2 separate regions of the Macaca mulatta genome follow, and region 2 is linked to region 1. Evidence: chromatin contacts called from public Hi-C data. All regions are on one chromosome and are shown on one strand. The core of a region is the stretch at or near the end of the contact, and the rest is flanking DNA. Distances in the headings are between cores, read along the strand shown. Region 1 overlaps LOC144332644 (a long non-coding RNA gene). Region 2 overlaps SLC30A7 (solute carrier family 30 member 7).

Region 1 (6,299 bases), core at 1,911-4,410:
CGTCCCTCAGGTTTCCTTCTTTTTGTACATGTTCATTTCTCCTTTGACCTTCTCTGCCATGTTGTGATACAGCATGAAAGCCCTCACCAGAGTCAAGGCCAAGCCCTTAAACTTCTCAGCCTACAGAATCATGAGCTAAATCAACCTCTTTTCCTTTTAAAGCACCCATTCTCAGGTATTCCTTCATGCCATCACAAAACAAAGACAATCCCCACTGCAACAGTGTTGAGAGACGGGATCTTTAAGAAGTGATTAGGTTATGAAGGCTTTGCCCTCATGAAACAATTAATGCTGTTATCGCAGGAGTGGGTTTCTGATAAAAGGATGAAGTTGACCCCCTTCCCAATCCTGCATGCTCTTTTGCATTTCTGCCATTCTTCCATGGGCTGACACAGCAAGAAGTCCTTTGTCAGATTTGCCCATCAACCTTGGACTTCCCAGCCCCTAAAACCATGAGCTGAATAAATACCTATTCATTGTAAATTACCTAGTCTCAGGTATTCTGTTATAGCAATACAAAGTGGGCTGAAAGAGTATGCCTTGTAATTTTTTCTTGATAACTGAACATGGTGTACTGGGTAAAAGGAAGTGCTGTAAATAGGCCTTTACTAATACGGTGATAAGGTGTTGGGAAAGGGGAAACTTTCTATAGTCCTATGATTAGGTCTCTATCTTTTAGCAAGCCTATTTCTCTGGACTCTGAATATCACACTTGTTTCTTAGCCCTTCCCTTTTTAAGTAAAATAGGACAGCTAGAGTAGGCTGGGGTTAGTTATTTTCAATTCCCTTAGGTTAGTTAGGCTCTGACGAAACCCCAGCAGGTGGCTCTGGTTAAACAGTTTCTCCTAAGAGTAGACCTTGTTAAGAACAGAGTGCTCTGGCACGTATCAAAATGATTTTTCTTTCCTTCCTACTGCCAGAAGCACAATGTAATTTTCTTCAATAGTTAGTCTGATAATCTGGTCATGCTGCTGATGGTAAAACATACAAAAGCATGGTGGTCCCCTTATGACTAGGTCTTCCAGAGTTTTTATCTCTCAGCCTTGTCTACACATAGCCTCCAGCAATTCATCAATTAGTTTAGGTTTTCCTACCTCCGCAGTGGCTCCAATGGAGGTTTCTGCTCCAGTATATTGTGATTCTCTGTATCTGCCTGTCCATCTTGCTAATTCTGGGGGCAACAGTTTGCCCTGTGACCTCACTTCTCTTATGGACCCAAGAAGACTTGATTTTTCAGTTTGCTCAGCTTTTACTTGTTAGAACTGAGTGGCAACTTCCCAGCTCCTTAAATGTGAAATTGGAACCTGGAAGTCTTGGAGATTACTTTTTCAAAATTAAAAAGACAGTGATAAACAGTCACAAAGCAGCTTTATTTAACTTTTCCAACATATTTCTCAGGCCATTCTCTTTCAGACATTCAAAAAGGAAAAGTTTCTAACCTTAAAATAATTAAATGACAAACGGTAACAGCTGCTAGTTATCTCCCAGTGGCTGTTCCCATGGTGATAGGGCCTCAGATGTGTGGCCATTTGCAATGGACACAGCATTTCTAGCCTGCAGCCAGGCACAGCCAGTAGCAGGAGAGAACAAGGTGTGTTCCTTTCCTCTCTTGTCTTCTGACCCTTTCCCTGTTCTGCTCCTCTGGAATGTGATGTTGCCATGTTGAGACCGTGAGGTTGAAGCCTTCAGGAAAGAACATCAAGATGAATGGAGTCTGAGTTCCTGACAACATGGAGCATCATGCCAGCCATGAACCACTTCTGAGACATCCCTGTGAGACAAAAATAAACTTCCATGTTCTTTAATTTGTCATTTTGGAGGGTTTTCTGTTATTTGCTGCAAAACCTGATCTTAACTAACACAGACATTGAATCTGAAATTCCCAGGAGAATCCCTGTAAACCTGTTGCTTGCCACAAATAACTGGCCTCTACCAGTAGCATTCTACTAAAAAAACCATATGTGGCATTATCCCTTATTTATAGATAAATAAAATAAGGACCAGAGAAGTTTCCATTCAGATTCTGAATCTAATGCTCTTCGTAAGAAACTGTTTTGCATGCTAACTAATGAGTAATAAATTAGAATACAGAGTCAATGTCAGCCTTTTGTATACAGTTCTGTATTTGTTTCAAGATATTAATCTCATGTAGTTACTCACAGCCACCCTTAAAGCAGGTTCTTAAATGACAAAACTGAGGCCCAGAAAGTGTCATCTGTACAAGGTAACACAATTGGACAGTGCACTAGCTTCCTGGTTTCCAGCTTTTATGATTTGTGTCATATTCTTCACCAATCTTTTAAAGCCTCATCTGTCATAAAGTATATTATTTAACATTTTATCCACCAAGTGTGATCAATAATATTTTCCATCCCCATTGTAGACTACAGGCTGTCCTTTTCACACTTAAATCTATAAAACTGAGAGAAGGGCATGAGAATCAAGAAGATGTTATTGTTTATTCAATAAGGTAATGTTTACTTCCACATCTGGGAAGGAGGAGATTTTGAAAGGAAGAGTAGACAAGGAGTATATATGACTTAAAACACTCTCTGAGTTCAGGGAAACAATCCTTCTAATTGTTACTGATACACTGGACATAGATAACAAATAAGATATCATTTCCATCCTGCAGAAAATCAAGCAGTCTATTCATTGACTGAAATAATAAAGCCTGATTGAAAAATCCACAGGCAGAAAAATCCCAATGGCTGCTTTGCGTGCTCTAGTTAGTTCAAGCTGAAAGTTTTAGTATGCGGTTTGCATTTGCTTTCATGCCCCAGTGCACTCAAATTTCAGTATTATTCAGTTTCCTGAGGAGCCCAAATATGAACAACCTTAATAAACAATATTTTCCTCCACTTCCTATATGAGTGTTTAAGGTAATTGCTCTATATTGCTTCTGCTGTAGCCTGAGATCATCAAAAGGATAATCGGTATATGTAATGAGCTGACCTTGACCTTTTCTTCAATCAACTTTAAAAAGAAACCATTTCTGTTGGGTCTCTGATGGATTCTCTTTTTAATTTGTCTGCTTTTGTTGTGTATTTTATTCCTTTTTGCTCGTGTGGCAAAGGGACTGAATGTTGATGACTGAAAGTTTGGATCTTTTCCAGGCATTTATTTTGGGACAAGTTCTCAGTCTCTTGGCACAAATACCTACCTGCCACCCCCGTCCTGCCCTCTCCTCCCCACAGTATGACCGACATACATCTACCCTTTCTCCCTTATGTAGTGGGAAGAGTGGGAGTTCTTTTGACAATCTCTATAAACTGAAGTATTTATAGCAAATTTCTGGGTAGACATAGATAAGGCCTAGGGAGTTTGTTAAGGATAATAAAATTAGTTGCTTTACTTTTAAAAAATAAAACATTCTTAAACCACTTCTGAGCCATTCTATCATTAAATTTGCTTCTATCTTGAAACTTTCCTTAATAGTCAATTCTTATGCAACTTCCTTTTTCCCTTTGACAGCATGAAGCATTTTATTCACATGAGTTTTCCTGGTATAAACATTTGTATTTGAAGGAATTGGAAGATGCAGCTCACAGTAGACTCTTCTCTCTTTTGTACATCCCACTATTCATTTAAGGATCCTAATTCTTAGAGTTTGCACTTTCATATTCTCACGCCATAATATTCTGAGTATGGTGAAGCTTTGAAATGCAAGTTAGACGTGCTGAATATTACTGGATTGACTTTGATTAGTCAATAACCTCTTTATTTCTTATTGGTGAAACACATGTATAATAACTAGAAATCAATTGATCTATACATTTGCTTTGACAAATAAGTATAACTAAAGTTAGAGAAACAGTGCTGGGTAAATAGTGCATAAAAGAATTGCAAAGAAAGAGATTCTTATTATTTAATTGGCTTGAATTAAAGGAAAAAAACAGGTTTTTTTTCAAACATTATAACATGATTAGCTTAAAAAGACCTTCCTGCTGAATAGTGTAAGATATTTTTTCAAAATATACCTCAATAACAATAGCAATTTTTTCAGCAGTCCTAAGAGGGTAGGTAAAATAATATTATATGTTTTGTTTTTTAAAAAAGTAAAGTACTCTCTTTTATGACTCCTCAGTTCATTTCCTGTCTTGCAGGTCCAAGTTCAGTTCCATATTAGGCATACAAATTCCTGTAATTATTTCATATCCCAACAGTTTCTACCTCTGAACTGTTCGTTATATATTTCATATAACATTACATTTATTCTAATACTTTCTTATACACAATATTATTGTTATTATCTAGAATTTTGAAAAATGTCCTCCATCTTCTAAACTGAATTTTAATTTGCTGGAAAAAAACAATCGCATAGTCTCATTTACTCTCAAAGTTTTATCTACTAATATAGAATAAGTCTTAACAAATTATTCGAGATTTAGCTTGCTCTGCAGTTCTTTTGCATTGGAATGTGTAAACATTACTGTAGGCTCAATTCATATTAGTCTACTTAAGTAAACAAGAAACAGTTAATTATGATCAGTTTCTCAAACTTATATACTATTTCCTTCAAGAAAAGAACTTTGTTTTGACATGTGTAACATTCAGTGTAATCAACTGTAGGATCAAAACATAAAAATCTTTGTGTTATGGAAAGGGAGGCAATAACTAAAGTTTTACAATAAACATATTTTACATTTTACGGTGTTCTATTTTTTCAAAAATGTTTTTATGTGCCTTTTGAAGGTAAAAACGAACACATTTTAATGTTATAACATCATTTAATAATGAATATTAGGTTTTACCTGGAGTTCTTTGAGAAACAACAAGGCATGGCGGAAATATTAGAATCAGAGTGCCTAAGTCTGAATCTTGACCCCACCACTTGCAAGCTGTGTGACCTTTGTTAAGTTACTTAACCTCTCTGTGTCTCATTTTCTTCATCTGTAAAACAGGAATGATTACAATAATTGGTTGTAATATATTAATGTATATCATGCATTTAAAGTCAGGCCTGGAACTTAATTAGCCCTGGGTAAATTTCTGCTTATACTATTATTTGGGGAAAATTTTCAATGTATCGTGATTTTTGTTGTATTCAGATTTATTATCTAAATTATAATATAAAAATGGATCTACTGGAGTTGATAAAATAGTTTTATTCCTCTAACTGTGATGCAAGAAACATAGGTATAACCACAGTGTCTTAAACTTTCCTATAAGCTATGCTTCACCAAGTACATCAGACAATTCATTATCATGTGCTCAATAAATACCTGCTTATTGTCAATTAACTGCGTAGCTGACTTCCTATTGCTGGGTAAGTGTTAAAATTTAGTCTCTTTAAATTTATTTTGCTTGCTTTAGTGGCAGGCTTTTTTGGACAATTGAAATGTACACACAGAAGTTATATATATATAAACACACACACAAATATATATATCTTCTTTAGTCTTATATATGACTAAAAATATATGTTATAAAAAGTGTTAATCTCTCCAATGCCACTCTATTCCTCTTATAAGCATCCTTATACTCCCATTTTCCAGAGGTTTGCTTCCTATTCCCCCTAGGTTTTGATATGCCATGTAAGCATAGCTATGTGTATATATATATGCATACACAGGATGTTTTTTCTCATAAAATTGGTATTTACTACACATAATAATCTTCTATTGTGTTTTTTCATATCACATACTTCTAACTTGATTAATACATGTAGACTTCACTTTATTCTTTTCTAATTTTTTTGAAAATTCAGAAGCATGTAAAAACACATGTACAATGATATATGTAGCTATATAGTGAACATCCATACATCCATTACTCAGGTTAAGAAGAACATTGCCAGTATATCAGAAACCCTATCTAATAGCTACAATAGTGTTCCAGTTTATGTCTGTATCTTAATTCATTTCACATTCACTTATCAATAGATATTTAAGTTACTCCTAATATTTTGCAGTTACTAATAATGCTGTAATGAACATCCTCTGTTTTACTTTTACATTCTCATGTAACTGTGCCTACATGACAGATTCTTAGATGTGAGATTTGTAGGTCATATGATGTACACTTTTCAGATTTGAACAGCAAAAACTAAATTATCCTCCAAAAGTTTGGGTAAATTTATACTTCTATGAGCCGTATAATAGAGTTTATTCCCCCAGACCCAGCACATATCCAACAGTTGTTGTGTTCAATATTTTTAATTTTTCTAATCTGATTAGAAAAAAGTTTTATTTATTTTAATTTCTATTTCTTAACTGGTGAAGTTTAGCACAATTTCATATATTTATTAGGTACTTGTATTTCTTTGGTGAATTGCCCATTCATGTACAAAACCCATT
Region 2 (6,299 bases), core at 1,706-4,205, 170 kb before region 1:
CTGTAGTACCCTTTTCATGGCATTTACTTACCATAGCCTGTTTATTATTGCCCTCGAGCTCCATTAGGGCAAATTGTTTTTTCATTGTTTTAGTCAGCACCTAATTCTCCCTGGTGAAAAAAAAAATATATATATAGGTACCTTTGAATTTGAATCAAAATAAATTTGTGGGTTTTTTTCAACCTCAGAGAATTACTTTAATTCCAAATTGGGAATTCTTACTTAGTTCTGTTCTCACTCATTTATTCCTCTAATATAAATAAATAAACACACACAGACACACAAAGTAAACTTGTTTTACTGAATATGACACACATTATAAACTGCACAAATCATCTTCACTAAATATTAAGTAGGCCTCTCGCCTACTTACTCTTAGGATCTTCACTGTCTTGATCCTATATTATAATAGGGTAGTGAGACAACAAACAAATTGATAAATTAGATTGCTCAAATGCCAAACAGTTACTTGTATTGTGTAGATTTAAGATAGGATTATGTGATAGTGACTGAGTTGCCACTTTAAATTGAGTAGATCTGGAAGACTTCTGAAGAAGGGGCCTTTAACATGAGATCTTATTGTCGTAAGAAAAGCTTATCAGAGGAAGAACATTCTAGTCTAGGGATCAGTTGGTAGAAAAGCCTAGTGGTGAAAGCAGTTTTGATACTCAAAGGAGGCCAGCATGGCTGAAGCCTAGGCAGTAAGAGGAGAGTGGTTTGAGATAAAGTTGGAGAAACAGACTGGGGAAGACTACCTAGGGTTAGGAGTTTGGATTTTATTCCAAGTGCAGTGGGACACGATATGGGTATTCATTTTAAAAAATGATTTTGGCTGCTGTGTGGATAATAGATTATAAGGGGGCACAAGTGAGAACAGGTAGACCAGCTAGAAGGCTATTATATTAAAGTGGACCAGGTGAGAGGCCATGGTGTCTTGGTCTTAGGTACTAACCTTAGAAATGGAGAGACACAGAAAAGTTAGCAAATGCTTTGGGGTACAGCTAACAAGATTTGCTTGAGAATATAAATGTATGGGTTAGGGCTGAGTGAAAGAGGGGAATTAAGGATAGTTTCTAGAGTTTTTATCTGGGCAGCTGAGTGAATGAGGTGTCATTACTGAAAGAGAGGGGACTGGGGTAATGTTTTTGTTTTTAAAGGGGACTGTAGATCAAAAGTTCTGTTTTGGATGTAAGTTTGAGATCTCTCAGACATTGATATGGAGATTTCAGATTGACAAAGAGTGTACAAATAGGCATTCTTGGAAGCAGCCAACTGAAGAGAAAGGGTTGAAAATAGTCCACACCTGGATTTAAAGTCATGGAGTGGCATTCATCTGGCATCGGAATTCATCTAGCATGAATGCCACTATTCCCACCCCTTCTGTTTTCCTGGAAAATATCCCTCAGTATGGTACTCCTGCCTGCTAAAACTGATTTAGTGTCAGGGGCCCTTTCAATATAGTGCTTCAAGCAACCACCTTGGCTTCCAAGGTAAAACTTATTTGTCATCCTTGTCTAGGTCCTACTGACCTACTTATAAACTTCTCTGTAACTTACATGAATACATAGTTTCAGGTCATATAATTGGATTCCTTTTTGTTATTGTTAAGCTTTAATATTTTTATTATTTGCTCTTGTTTTTCTGATACGCAATTACATATGTATTAGTCATTTCTTGCATTGCTATAAAGATACACCTGAGACTGGGTAGTCTATAAAGAAGAGAGGTCGTATTGGCTCACAGTTCTGTAGGCGTTACAGAAAGCATAGTGCTGGCGTCTGCTTAGCTCCTGGGGAGGCCTCAGGAAGCTTACAGTCATGGTGGAAGGTGAAGGCAGAGCAGGCATGTAGCATCTTGAGAGAAAGAGAAACAGATATGGGGAGAAGATGCCACACATTTTTAAATGACTAAATCTCGAAAGAACTCACTTACTATTGTGAAGACAGCACCAAGCCATGAGGGATCTATCCCCATGATCCAAACACCTCCCACCAGGCCCCACCTCCAGCATTGGGGATTACAGTTCAATATGAGATTTGGGCAGGCACACATATCTAAACTATATCAACATTTTTACTGTAAAAATTTCAAACATCACTGAAATGTATAACTTACCTGTTGAAAGGTTCTCATAATCCCACCCTTTGAAGATAACAGAAAAGTTTCATGTATCTTAAAATTCAACAAATGTTTTAGTACCCACTCTGTGCCAGGCAGTGAACAACATGGGCAAATGGCCTACCTTCATGGAGATTACATTTTGATATGGAGACAGTCAGTAAAGCAAATGAACATGCAAATAGATAATGGACTGTCAGTTGGTGACAAATGCCATAGAGTAGGCTAAGAAGATACTATTTTAGAAGGGCTTGGAAAGTCTTCTGCATAGGGTAATATTGGAACAGAGACTAAATGGTGGAGGAGAAGGACATGGGACTGCTCAGAGGAAGAATATCCCTGGTGAGAGAACTTCAAGTATTAACACACAGGCAGGAGCATGCCAGGTATGAGGATGACAAGAAGGGCAGTGTAAGTGGAGTGCAATGAGCAGGGCAGAGAGTGGTAGATACATGTTTATATATCTGCATCTCTGGAGTTCAGGGAGCAGGTTGGGGTGGAAGATAGAAATTTGGGTGTCATCAGATTATATATGTTATTTAAAGCCTTTAATACACAGTTTGCCCTGAGACCGAGTATTGATAGAGGAGGGGAGGCCTGAGAACTGAGCCCTGGGGGTGGTCAGGAGGCAGTTGCAACCAAGAAGAGTAAAGTGGAATGACCAGCGAGGTGGGAAGAAAGATACAACCATTTGTTGTTTCAGAAGGCTTGTAAAGAAACCTGTTAAACAGGAAGAACTAATCAACTCTGCTAAATGCTGCTGGGACTAAGAAGAGCGATGAGAATGAAAGCCTGATCAGACAGAGTAGCTTCAAGAGAGAATGGGAGGGGAGGAAATGGAGATGGCAACTAAGTCAACTCCTTTTCAAAACCTTTTGCTGTGAAGGGGAGCAGTGTGATTGCCTGGCAGCACAGAGGGCCCATTTGAGGTTTGTGGTCATGAATTTAAAGTGAACACAACCAGAATAGTTGTATGTTTTTCTTCAGTCTTGTTCAGCTACTTGGTAAGAGGTATGGAATAGACAGAGAGTTGGATTTAACAGGTTTGGGATTTTGTCAGGTGAGTACTAACAGTGAGAAAGGGGCAAGGCAGGGATTAGAGTGGTGAGAAATTAAGATTTAAAGGTAATTGATACATGCTTAAAAAAAAAGTGTTAGGTTCAGTGGTCTAATCCACTTAGTGGCCTAAGACAGGGTCAGTCTAATCCACTGACCCTATCTTCGCTGTTTGGGAAGAAGTTTTAAGAGTAGAGGTATTAGGGGAAGTGATCCAGAAATAAGAAGGGTTGTTCAGATTATGAGATGCTTGGAATTGAGATCTTAAGGCCTAAGGTGTGATTATAGGGGCAGAAGATAGCTTAGCGTATAGAGACCTGGTGTTGGGTGGATTGCCCACATGGATAATTTAAATCAAGAGTAATGGAAAGAGTAGAGGTGGAAAGATAATAAGCCCATTACCAAATTTTTCAGTGACTGAAGGGGGACAATCAAGAATTGTAACCCTGATAATCAAGATGGGTAGAGGGTGGAATGATCTAATGGCATGGGCCTTAAGGAAACTGTGCCGTAGGGAAGAAGTAGCAGGAACTGTGATACATAGGGGTAGTGACAAGCAAGAAGGACATCTGCCTTACCACAAGCCCCAATAGTACTGGAGTGTAGGAGAGTCAGCACGTCTTAATCGTGCTCTAGGGAAGACAGTACCTTCCGTTGGTGGTCAGTTTTCAGGTAGAGCATGAACATGCTATATGGCTATTTAGAAAAGAGGCTGAGGATTTAATGAAATTGCATATTTAAAAGTAGTTTTTTAAAATTATGGTAATAATTATGTTGACAAACTTGGTAAAATATAGAAAAACATAAGGAAAAAATTACCTTAAGAGACCCATGTTAGTATTTTTGTGGGTTTTCTTTTGGATTTTTTCTTTTATTCTGAGATTCTTTTGTTTTGTTTTATTTTGTTTTTCATAAGATTTTTGTTTGTATTATGCATATGACATATTCTTTGTAAGAAAATTTTTAATAGTTTTCTGATTATAAAATGTGATCATGGTAGAAATTTTGAAAATACTGGAAAGCATAAGAAGTAAAGAAAAACTAGGATCACAACACGCAGAGGTCGCATAACCACTATTAGCAGTATTTCTTTACAATCATTTTTAGGCATATTTAAAAAAATTACTGAACTTCTACTATATGTAGATTGTTAAGCTTGGTCAGCATCAGAGATTTCACAGGTTTCAGATGAAAGATAATAGTATAGTCATCATTTTAAGTCAATATTAAGTTTTGGATAACTAAGTTGTCAGCAAAGGCTTAAATTCAATGGTAATAAATGACAACAAGGTACAGAGAAACACATAAGAAAAATTCTTTTAAAAAGTCTGTGTCTAAACTATGCATTTATCTTTATATGTATGAGGGAGAGACTATATATAGAGAGGGAGTATGTGTGTGTGTGTGTGCGCGTGCGCGCACACGCATGTACACACCAGATCCCAATCAGCATTCATATATAGAGAGAATGTATTTCCCAGAATGTTAATTGGCCCTCTATGGGTAGTGTAATTTTAAAATTCTGTCTCTTGCCTAATTTCTCTATGGTAAGTCAACATTTTTGACTTGGACTTTAAACAAGCATAAGTTTTTTAATGGAAGTCAGTGAAGAAGTAGCTCCAAAGTACAAAATAAAGAAATTCTAGTTCAACCTTTTTTTCTTTTAAAAAAGAAAACAAACTGAATTTATTTAAATGTACACCTGATAATGAAGTATTTGCAAGGAGATCACTCTGAGATGATTTTCAAATTGGTAAAAATTTGCCTGATTTTAGGAAATAGTGAAAACTCTTTAAAAAATCAACTGAATAGAGTATAAAGAAGTATTTTTCCCTACCATTAATTTTTATATATTCAGTATTTGCAGTTCATCAATAGCAAGAGAAATAGTGGCACTCCTTATATTTTCTCTGGGTCTACTGTTGCTCAGTTGAAAACATGCCATGGAAATATACATCTTTCCCTTCTAGGTTGCCCAGTGTTCCATTTTCACTTCCACAGTGAAAGTGATTTCTTAGAAAAAGACAGGTTTGTTTTTTTTTTTTTTTTTCCCCAACATTTTCTACACAGACAAAGGGTGATAATAAATTTTGTGGTAAAACTGAGCTGTATTGTGATGAATTTTATTTCCCAATGAAAAACAGGAGAATGAATATAATGTAAGAGTGTGATTGTTTTATTTTCTGAAAATATGGTTCCTATAAGAGCTTTCAGAGTAGTTCTGCTCCTTTTTTCCCTAAGGAGAGTTGGGATAGAAGATGAATTCATAACTTAGAATGCAGAAATCTGAACAATTAGTTGTAGCTTTGAATCTGACTGCGATTTAGAAATGAGGCAATTTACATAGATCTGTAGCTTGATTTTTTTTTTTATTCACTTAAATGAAAGGGTTACCTATGCATGATGGATAATTATAAAACTAAGCAGGATGTAGAAATATACTTCGTTGCTGGTGTGGTATTTCTGAAGCCTTGCTAGTTTTTTTTTTTTGTTTTTCTTTTTAATCAATTTTCTGCAACTCACCAGTTACCATCTTGTGGTACTTTGTACTTTTTTAATATATATAGCATAAAATCATTTGTAAGTACAAAGAAAAGCTTTTTAACCAAAATAAATCTTTTTGTTAGGTCTAAAAAGTTTTAAAATAGTAGCTTAATTTTAGAGGAAACAAATTTTTAGAGGCAAACTAAGGTACAGACTTTAGAAATGATAAATAATGGTGTGTATAAAATAGAATATGTACTAATGGAAACAAAATGATAGACTTGAAATTCTAAATTATAAGAGATCATCATTGTTCATGAATACAGGATTTAGACCCTATACTGATTTTGATAAATCTTGTTGATTTCATATTTAAATAGAAAGAGTAGAATAGAATAAATTTGTGGCCTGTATGAAGTAAAAGGTAAGCATTTTTGTTTTTTTAATATGTAGAAAGTTACCATATGACACATTCTGAAGATTTTACTTTTTTCAAAATTGTTTTTGGGTGTTCCCTAACAATTTCCTTTGTGGTTTGCCTTTCAAGTGGTTATAATTTGTGAACTATTACTTTTGGGGACTAAGATAAAGGTAAACAGTTTGCCAAGATTTTAACTTGCTGCTTGTATATGTGCCTGTAT

The links. A called contact is a pair of places that touch in the nucleus more often than the background predicts.
Region 2: a contact with region 1 is called in a Hi-C map of CD4 T cells, with 4 times the contacts expected there. The contact joins two enhancer-like sites. A contact is called at or near these places in 2 of 14 Hi-C or Micro-C datasets (CD4 T cells and blood).

Annotation. Positions count from the first base shown.
Region 1 is chr1:139,165,487-139,171,785 of T2T-MMU8v2.0, reverse strand. It overlaps LOC144332644 (a long non-coding RNA gene), which reads right to left. Exons shown (of 3, transcript XR_013400556.1): 3 at 1,653-1,771. Among named protein-coding and RNA genes, the nearest start is that of DPH5, 77 kb to the left of the region's middle. Within about 2 kb of position 3,160, at least 6 of the 40 cell types and tissues checked have an H3K27ac peak or open chromatin away from gene starts, as enhancers often do. A contact at or near this core is called in CD4 T cells, where this site is marked.
Region 2 is chr1:139,339,172-139,345,470 of T2T-MMU8v2.0, reverse strand. All of the region lies in intron 8 of SLC30A7 (solute carrier family 30 member 7), which reads left to right. Among named protein-coding and RNA genes, the nearest start is that of SLC30A7, 32 kb to the left of the region's middle. Within about 2 kb of position 2,955, at least 5 of the 40 cell types and tissues checked have an H3K27ac peak or open chromatin away from gene starts, as enhancers often do. A contact at or near this core is called in CD4 T cells, where this site is marked.